Regions from separate parts of the Canis lupus genome. Here region 2 is linked to region 1. The links are chromatin contacts, called in public Hi-C maps. All regions are on one chromosome and are shown on one strand. Each heading gives the region's core, a stretch centred on a gene start, on an enhancer-like site or on the middle of the called end of the contact. The rest is flanking DNA. Distances are from core to core; before and after follow the strand shown.

What was found. A called contact is a pair of places that touch in the nucleus more often than the background predicts.
Region 2: a Hi-C map of blood shows a contact between it and region 1, with 2.2 times the contacts expected there. The contact joins two enhancer-like sites. A contact is called at or near these places in 2 of 9 Hi-C or Micro-C datasets (both in blood).

What each region holds. Positions count from the first base shown.
Region 1 is chr9:61,046,620-61,050,879 of UU_Cfam_GSD_1.0, forward strand. All of the region lies in intron 2 of LOC102156404 (a long non-coding RNA gene), which reads right to left. Among named protein-coding and RNA genes, the nearest start is that of GGTA1, 60 kb to the right of the region's middle. Within about 2 kb of position 1,897, at least 3 of the 20 cell types and tissues checked have an H3K27ac peak or open chromatin away from gene starts, as enhancers often do. A contact at or near this core is called in blood, where this site is marked.
Region 2 is chr9:61,126,083-61,130,342 of UU_Cfam_GSD_1.0, forward strand. All of the region lies in intron 5 of GGTA1 (glycoprotein alpha-galactosyltransferase 1 (inactive)), which reads left to right. Among named protein-coding and RNA genes, the nearest start is that of GGTA1, 20 kb to the left of the region's middle. Within about 2 kb of position 2,164, at least 3 of the 20 cell types and tissues checked have an H3K27ac peak or open chromatin away from gene starts, as enhancers often do. A contact at or near this core is called in blood, where this site is marked.

The DNA.
Region 1 (4,260 bases), core at 647-3,146:
CTTTTGCTTCCTGTGGCTGATTCTGGTTCGAGAGGCAAGATTATACTCTTCCCCCTTTTATGTGGCGTGGGGGAATTTGCTCTGGTTTGCAGGCAATCAGAAAATGTCCCCCACTTGGCATTATGAGAACCATACCAAAAGCCCCAGATATAAGGAAGTTCTATAAGAACACCTCTTTTTGATGAGAAATGCTGCCCAGGGCTGCTACCTCCCACAATTCCAAGAGGCACTGTTCATAGAATACGTGAAATACTAAAAATGCTGCTTCCCTGGAGCCCTCACTAGCCCAGTCTCCTGAAATTGTGTCCATTCCTGAGCCAAAAATTAAGACTTTGTTCTGCTGAAAATAAGGCAGAGGGCGAATTTCAAGCAACATTCTGCCTCCAAATTCTTGAAATTCCACCATTTCCTGAAATGTCTTAATAAGAGCTATTACCCCCAAAAAATTATTTTTAAAAATGCAAAAGAAATGTCCCAATCAGATATTTTCAGGAAATTCCAGGTTAAGTAAACTGTAGGAACTTCCTCTGCTATAGGACTTGTCAGAGCCTTTATAAACTATTTTTTTAACATTTATTTATTTATTTATTTATTTATTTATTTATTTATTTATTTGAAACACAGAGAGGAGAGAGAGAGGCAGAGACACAGGCAGAGGGAGAAACAGGCTCCATGCAGGGAGCCCGACGTGGGACTCCATCCCGGGTCCCCAGGATCACTCCCTGGGCTGAAGGCGGCGCTAAACCACTGAGCCACCGGGCTGCCCAGTCAGAGCCTTTAATACACTGAAGATCCTGTAGACCAAAGGGGCAAAAATGAGCTGTGACTGTTTCTCAAACTTACTTTCATTATAGAATTTCCTTTTCCCCTTTTTTGGAAACTAAATAATTCAGAAAACACACTTTGAGAAACCCTGTCACGAAAGAGTGTGTTTCCCCTCCAAAAAGCCAGCTTTCCCCAACCACGTGTAGAAAACATCTTTGTCCCTGTCCTGTCCCTCTCAGCTTAAATCACGTTCCATCCCAGAGACTGTTGGGACCCTAGCATGGCCCAGCCCACCAGCCTGTGGGGGCTGGAATGAACTGAGGATTTGCTGAAGTCTCAGGATGTGTGGTTGCTGAGCCCTGGTGCGATGTTCTCTGCCACCCCTCGCCCCCTCACCATCCCCTGCAACCCCCACCACTTTTGCTCAGGCTTTAGCACTAAACAGAAGTGGGTTCTCCTTCTGAATCTGCTACTCCCCCACCATGTGAATCTGGGTGAGTGATAAGACGCCTTTTGGGGTTCACTGTGCCTACATCCTAAGGAAGCTACAAGACCTAGCCTAGATAAAGTATGTAATGAGGTTAACCTAGTGCCAGGCACATAGTAGGTCTTCAAGCTCTCTGGCTGAGTAATCCCAGCTATGCTACTTCCTAGACTTGTGAACTTGTGCAATATACCTCTTGACCCCTAACTTCAGTTTTCTAGTTACTAAAGGAAGAATAATCGTGCATGTTTCAGCGAGTCATTGGGAAATTGAAAAGATAATGCATGAAAATGCTCTTTGGAAGCTGCAGAGCCCTATGTAGTTACAGTAACCATGGTAACAACAATGCATTAGTGAAATGTAAAGCTGATGTACCAACCACAGGGAGCCCATTCTAAATCCCAGAGGAATTCTGTGTACTTGGCAGCAGTTCCCCCTGGATTGACAACCATTCATTTCACAGATATTTGGGGCTGCTAACTCTATGCCACGTTCCAAGCTGAGGCTGGAGAGACCTATCACAAACTGGGAAGGGGTATGACATTTTGCCCTATTTCCTAACTAATCTGGATGCTGGCAGAAATCATCGGACTCCTGAGTCAGAGACAAAGGGCTTTATTACTCACGGCACAATCATCTGCGTATTTGGACCAGTTCCTCTTTCCCGCAAGTCCCATGGGGGTAGAGTCGCCTAGCTTCAAAATAAACACATAGGGCACCCATTTAAAGTTGAATTTCAGACAATGAATACTTTTTGTGTGTAAGTCTCAAATATTACATGGGACATACTTTTATTTTAAAAAGTATTCATTGTTCATTTGAAATCCAAACTTAACTTGATGTCCTATAGTTTAATTTTTTAAAGACTATATTTATTTATTCATGAGAGACACAGAGAGAGAGGCAGAGACACAGGCAGAGAGAGAGAGACAGGCTCCCCCCGGGGATCCCAATGCAAGACTTGATCCCAGGACCCCGAGATCATGACCTGAGCCGAAGGCAGACACTCACCCAACTGAGCCACACAGGCATCCCTAGATGTTCTATATTTGTTTTTTGTTTTTTTTAAGATTTTATTTATTTATTCATGAGACACAGAGAGGGAGAGAGGCAGAGACACAGGCAGAGGGAGAAGCAAGCTCCATGCAGGGAGCCTGACGCAAGACTTGATCCCAGGTCTCCAGGATCAGGCCCTGGGCTGAAGGCGGCGCTAAACCGCTGAGCCACCCGGGCTGCCCCAATGTTCTTTTTTTTTTTAAAGATTTTATTTATTTACTCATGAGAGACAGAGAGAGATAGAGAGAGAGGCAGAGACACAGGCAGAGGGAGAAGCAGGCTCCATGCAGGGAGCCTGATGTGGGGGACTCGATCCCGGGTCTCCAGGATCATGTCTTGGGCTGAAGGCGGCTCTAAACTGCTGCGCCACCCAAGCTGCCCTGCCCCAATGTTCTATATTTGAATAGGAGACTCTACTCAAGAATGGCATCAAAATGTCCATCTGGTTGTAGTACAAGAGATGAACCCTGAGCTGAGAGAAACCAAAACTTTTATAATGGGCAGGAAGCATGCCTTCCTTTTGATCCAGAGAAAGGTCCTTATTCCAAGGCCATCCATTATACAAACATCCTTGGAAAAATAGTTTAGAACAAGGGGCAGTCAGGGGGTCTGCTTACAAGGCTTGAAAGCCCCATGGAGAACAATCCTGTTTACCAGGATATTACCAGTAATATCCTGGTAAACAGGTGTGGGGAAGAGGAGATGGCTATGATCTCTGTCCCCTGGAGTTAGAATCTAGACGTCACTGCTGATCAGTGGAGCTGAGTTCTATCCATGTCCCTCCCCTAACCTCCCTCTCGCCACCCAGCCATGACAGCGCACCTGCCTGGTGGGGGGAGAGGGGATTGTATGACCACCTAGGTGCAGTTCTGCCAAATAAGTTGGATGAGGATACATGCCCTCTCTCTTCCAGTTCATTCAGGAGGTGTTCGTCTGGTGCCTGCCATGGTGGGTCCAGACACCCAGAGGGGAGGCTACTGATCTAGTCCTTGCCCTCATGAAGCTTGCAGTCCAATGGTTTTGTAGAGGGGTCCCTGAGAAAAATGGCTGCTCCTTTCTCTAAGGAGAAGGCTCCAGTTGTGACGTCGCCACCAGATCTACCTGTTACTCCCCTATCTGCTCCATGTCTCTACACCCCTGCCTTCTCTCCAACTGTAGCAGCTTGGCAGTGCCTCCCCTCCACCTCTTTCCTCCTGCTCAGATTCCACTTGTCCTTGGAAAATTTCAGCTCAAACCCTGCCCCCTCCAAAGACTTTTCCCGGGACAGTGCTTCCTTTCTTCCTGCTCCCACTGTAGATTTCAGCCTCACTCTGAGCACCAACACCCACTGGCTTTATATCCCAAGTCTGGGACTAGACCCGTCGGAGCCTGCACACCGGGGTCAGGCTTTCTGTGCTTCAGGTCAGGCGTGGACACTTTAAAGCTGAGCAATCGGGGATCCCTGGGTGGCTCAGCGGTTTGGCGCCTGCCTTTGGCCCAGGATGCGATCCTGGAGTCCCGGGATCGAGTCCCACGTCAGGCTCCTGGCATGGAGCCTGCTTCTCCCTCCTCCTGTGTCTCTGCCTCTCTCTCTCTATGTCTATCATGAATAAATAAATAAATAAATAAATAAATAAATAAATAAATAAATAAATAATAAAATGAAGCTGAGCAATCTAGGAAAATTACTCTGACTCTCTGGGCTCTGGCTGTCTCATCTGTCAAGCAGGGTCTTAGAGAAGATTCAATAAGATAATTCAGGGGAAGGGCCTGGCACAGAGCAAATGCTCATTCTTTAAGTTACAGTGAGAATGATTATGACAGATCCCTTTCATATTCTCTTTCTGCTGATTCCCCACAATGGCCCTACTGGGCAAGTATCATAATCCCCAATTTACAGATAAGGAACTGAGACTCAGAGATGCGAAGTGATTTGGCCAAGCCCTGCTGGTATGCAAAAAAGCTGGGCCTCCAGC
Region 2 (4,260 bases), core at 914-3,413, 80 kb after region 1:
TTTTGGACATCTCTGGCAATTGACAGTAGTAAAGACTAGCTCTTAGGGGGATCCCTGGGTGGCGCAGCGGTTTAGCGCCTGCCTGTGGCTCAGGGCGCGATCCTGGAGACCCGGGATCGAATCCCACATCAGGCTCCTGGTGCATGGAGCCTGCTTCTCCCTCTGCCTGTGTCTCTGCCTCTCTCTCTCTCTCTCTGTCTCTCTCTGTGACTATCATAAATAAATAAAGAAATTAAAAAAAAAAAAAAAAAAAAAAAGACTAGCTCTTAAACATGGGTGGCCTGCCCTGTCTCCCTTCTTTCAAGGAGGAGTGGTGTTTGCTGATTAAGACTCTGATGTACAAGTTCATCCCGGAAGCTGATCTGATTCTCATCTGTCCTCCTCCCCCACCTCTCACTGCCTGCGTTTTCAAGCTGTCATCTGGCTTCTTGGTCAGGGTCAATAACATGTTGGAATTGTGCATGAAATTTAATAATTAACAGCTGGGAAATAGAACATTTTAATTTTTAAGTGAATGTTAATTTTTAAAATCTTTTTTTTTCCCCTGCTTGGAGGAATCTTCCCAGCCAAGCAACCAAACTGGACACTGCTTTTCTGAGTGTCTTTCTAGAAGATGTGGACTGAATAGGGGTATGGTTGTATAGCAGCTGACCACCTGTGGGGAGTGTGAGATTCTTAAGTGGGTAGGACCGAGTCTTCTTTTCTGATCTCTGTGCTCAGCAATGGGTCTGGTGTGCAGTGCAGGGGCTTAGGAAATGTGCAGTGAGGGACTATGTGCACTGGTCTGCCCCTTCCTATAAATCAAGTGCCTGAAGACTCAGATCCCTTCTGCTCTTCTCTTAATCCTCCTTTCTTTGTGAAATGGGGATGAGGGTAGCACCCACTTTGTAAGGTGGATTTTAGGATTAAATGAGAGAGCGAAAGTCAAGTACACTTAGTCCCTGTGCACCATAAATATGAAATAAACACACCTGCTACCTGCCTTCCCCCCACTTCCTGTTTTTTAAAAAAGACTTTATTTATTTAAAGTGTGAGGAGAGCTAGTGTGGGGAGGAGGGTCAGAGAGAGGGAGAGAATCTCAAGCAGACTCCCTGCTTGAGCTGGAGCTTAATATGGGGCTTGATCTCATGACCTGAGCCAAAATCAAGAATTGGACACTTAACTGACTGAGCCACCCAGGTACTTCTCTCTCTCTCTCTCTTTTTAAAGTAATGTCACCTACTTACAACATGTCCAGCTGGTAAACAGTTGCAAGATTTAGTTAGCACGCTGGGTCAGACCTTTAAAAGATCCTTGCTGAGCTAAAACTAAGGATAGCAATGAATGAGGCAGCAACACAGGACAGAGTTTAAGTTCAGAAATGTGGGCTGTAGATGTGTAAGCTGAGCCTGTGAGTGTGTGTGTGAGTGTGTGTGTGTGTGTGTGTGTGTGTGGTGGTTTGTGGTTTGAAATCCTGTCATTCAACAGAGCAGGGGGTTTTATGTGACTAAAATCATCACATAAGCTTCTAAAACCTAACAAAACAAAAGCTCATTATTATTCTGCACTGATAAAAATGTCAGGGTAGCAAAGGTGAGTGGAAATGATGATAAATATGGATTGTAACCCCGGCTTCATCAGCAGAGCTAGTCAATGTCCATATAAGAAGCAATACAGACAGGACGCCTGGGTGGCTCAGAGGTTTAGCATCTGCCTTTGGCTCAGGGCAGGATCCTGGATTCCCGGGATTGAGTCCCACATCGGGCTCCTTGCATGGAGCCTGCTTCTCCTCCCTCTGCCAGTGACTCTGCCTTTCTCTCTATGTCTCTCATGAATAAATAAAAAATTAAAAAATCTTAAAAAAAAAAAAAAAAAAAAAAGGAAGCAATACAGAGTGGTAGCTCAGAGCATGGACTCCAGAGTCAGACCATCTGGGTCTGAGAACCAGCTTGGCCCCTTACTAGCTGTGTGACCATGGGCAACTTATTTAACCTCTCTGTGCTGCTCATTGACAAAATAATAATCAAAAGAGCACCTCTGAAGGATGATGCCTTTAGCACAGTGCCTGGTCTCACAGGAAGTGCTCAGCATATGTTAGTTACCAGCAGCAGCAGCAGCAGCAGCCAACTGTGTGGCCGTGGACAAGTTAGCAAGTCTTTCTCAGCATTGATTTTCTTAACTGTGCAAGAGACTTAATATGTGGCAGGGCTGTTGCCAGGAATAAATGAGGAAGTGTATGTGAAGGTGCCTGGCAACTGGTGCTTTCATGATTGAAGGAAAGAAACCAAGAGCAGCTCTTCTCTCTGTGTGGTGTGAGGGCAGAGCTGAGACTCTAGACAAGATGGGGAGGGACAGGGGAGCAGCCTCAAAGTGTCCCCCCCCAAATCTCTGGGGGAAATTCTGCTCTGCAGGGGGAAGGGGGAGGTCAGAAGCAGGGCACAAGTTGGAGCGAGAGAGACTGTCATCTCAAGAATTAGAGTGAAGAGCCTAGTGACAGATGGACAGAAAGATGAGAGTCTAGTGAGGTTCTTTTATACTTTGGGGTTGGGGCTGAGGCTGGGGCTGGGGCTGGGGCCGGGGCCGGGGCCGGGGCCGGGGCCAGGGCTGGGGCGAGGTGAGGTGGGGATTGACCCAGCCTTGCCCAGCCTCACTATGAAAACCCAGCTTTGCTGACGGGATACAGGCAGTTTTGTGAAAACGCACCCTCCACTGATGTATAGGACCAAGGAAAGTTCTCATTGGCTCCATCTATAGCAAACAGATCTCCCCAGCAGCCTTGCCAGGGCCATGTGCATGCAGCCAGCAGGGCCCCAGTGGGGATGCCTAGCCCTTTGTTTTGCCTTCATCATTGGCCTTCTCCCCTCAGTGGATGAAGGACAAGCAGATGCCTAGTGGGGACAGGCCCATTTGTGCTGGGGTTTGAATCTAATGAGTGTTTCAGTCTCTGCTTCCCAGCAGGGGAAGTGAAGCCACTTCCTGAGCAAATGGGGGTCAGAGCTGAGTTCGTGTCACCCTCCTCCTATTGGGCCCCAGCTGCTATACAGCCTGCCTTTCCAAATCTACCCTCAGCTGTTGGTCAGTTTGCTGTCATTCTTGTGTTGCTTCCTGTGTTTGTCTTGGCTTTGCCAAGTCCCTTTCAGGCATTCTAAGCGCAGAAAACATGCCTCCCCTTTGCCTCTTTGCACTCCTAGCAAAGAGGTAACGTGGTCTGAGGAGGGTCTGTGCCAGAGCCCCATGTTCTAGCCCTGGCTGTTGAGGGGCTCTATGGAGTCCTTGCTTTTCTGGGTGACTCTGTCTCCTTGTTTGTTTGTTTGTTTGTTTGTTTTAATAATAAATTTATTTTTTATTGGTGTTCAATTTGCCAACATACAGAATAATACCCAGTGCTCATCCCGTCAAGTGCCCCCCTCAGTGCCCGCCACCCAGTCACCCCCACCCCCCGCCCTCCTCCCCTTCCACCACCCCTAGTTCGTTTCCCAGAGTTAGGAGTCTTCCATGTTTTGTCTCCCTTTCTGATATTTCCTACCCATTTCTTCTCCCTTCCCCTGTGTCCTTGTTTGTAAAATGAATGATAACACCAGAACCCTCTTATATCTGGGGCACTTTTTGGCCTATAACCAAGTTTTTTACCTAGAAATCCCTTTCTGGTAAAAGGCACATTATTATTATTATTTAAAGATTTTATTTATTTATTCATAGAGTCACACACACAGAGAGAGAGAGAGAGAGGCAGAGACACAGGCAGAGGGAGAAGCAGGCTCCATGCAGAGAGTGCAGTGGGACTCCACCCAGGGTCTCCAGGATCACGCCCTGGGCTGCAGGCGGCGCTAAACCGCTGCGCCACCGGGGCTGCCCTATAAGGCACATTAAAATAGCTTTCTCTCTTTTGGCTCCAGTGTCACTCTCTCATCCTCCCAAATCAAGGATTAGGGCCTCTTTAGGCTCAGATGACACCCACAGGGATAAAACTCAAAGATGCCACTGGCTGTTTAGGAAGAGGCCGAGAGGTATGGGGAGGGATCCAGAAGGAAGAAGAGAACTAGGAAAGCAGCAAAAGGGGACAGGGTATGGAGATGTGCAGGTAAGAATACCCTCAGGGCCCCAAAGTCAGCCCTCAAGGCACCTGGCCAGAGCCTCCTGTTCCTCACCCAGAAGATGCTGCCCCTGCAAATGTCATACCACCCCACTGACTCCCTGGGGCTAAGTCAGGATTCAAGGACTGTCTCAGCAGATCACAGCTGATCCCAGTTTTCCCTTGGACAATATCTGCCCCACCTTAGG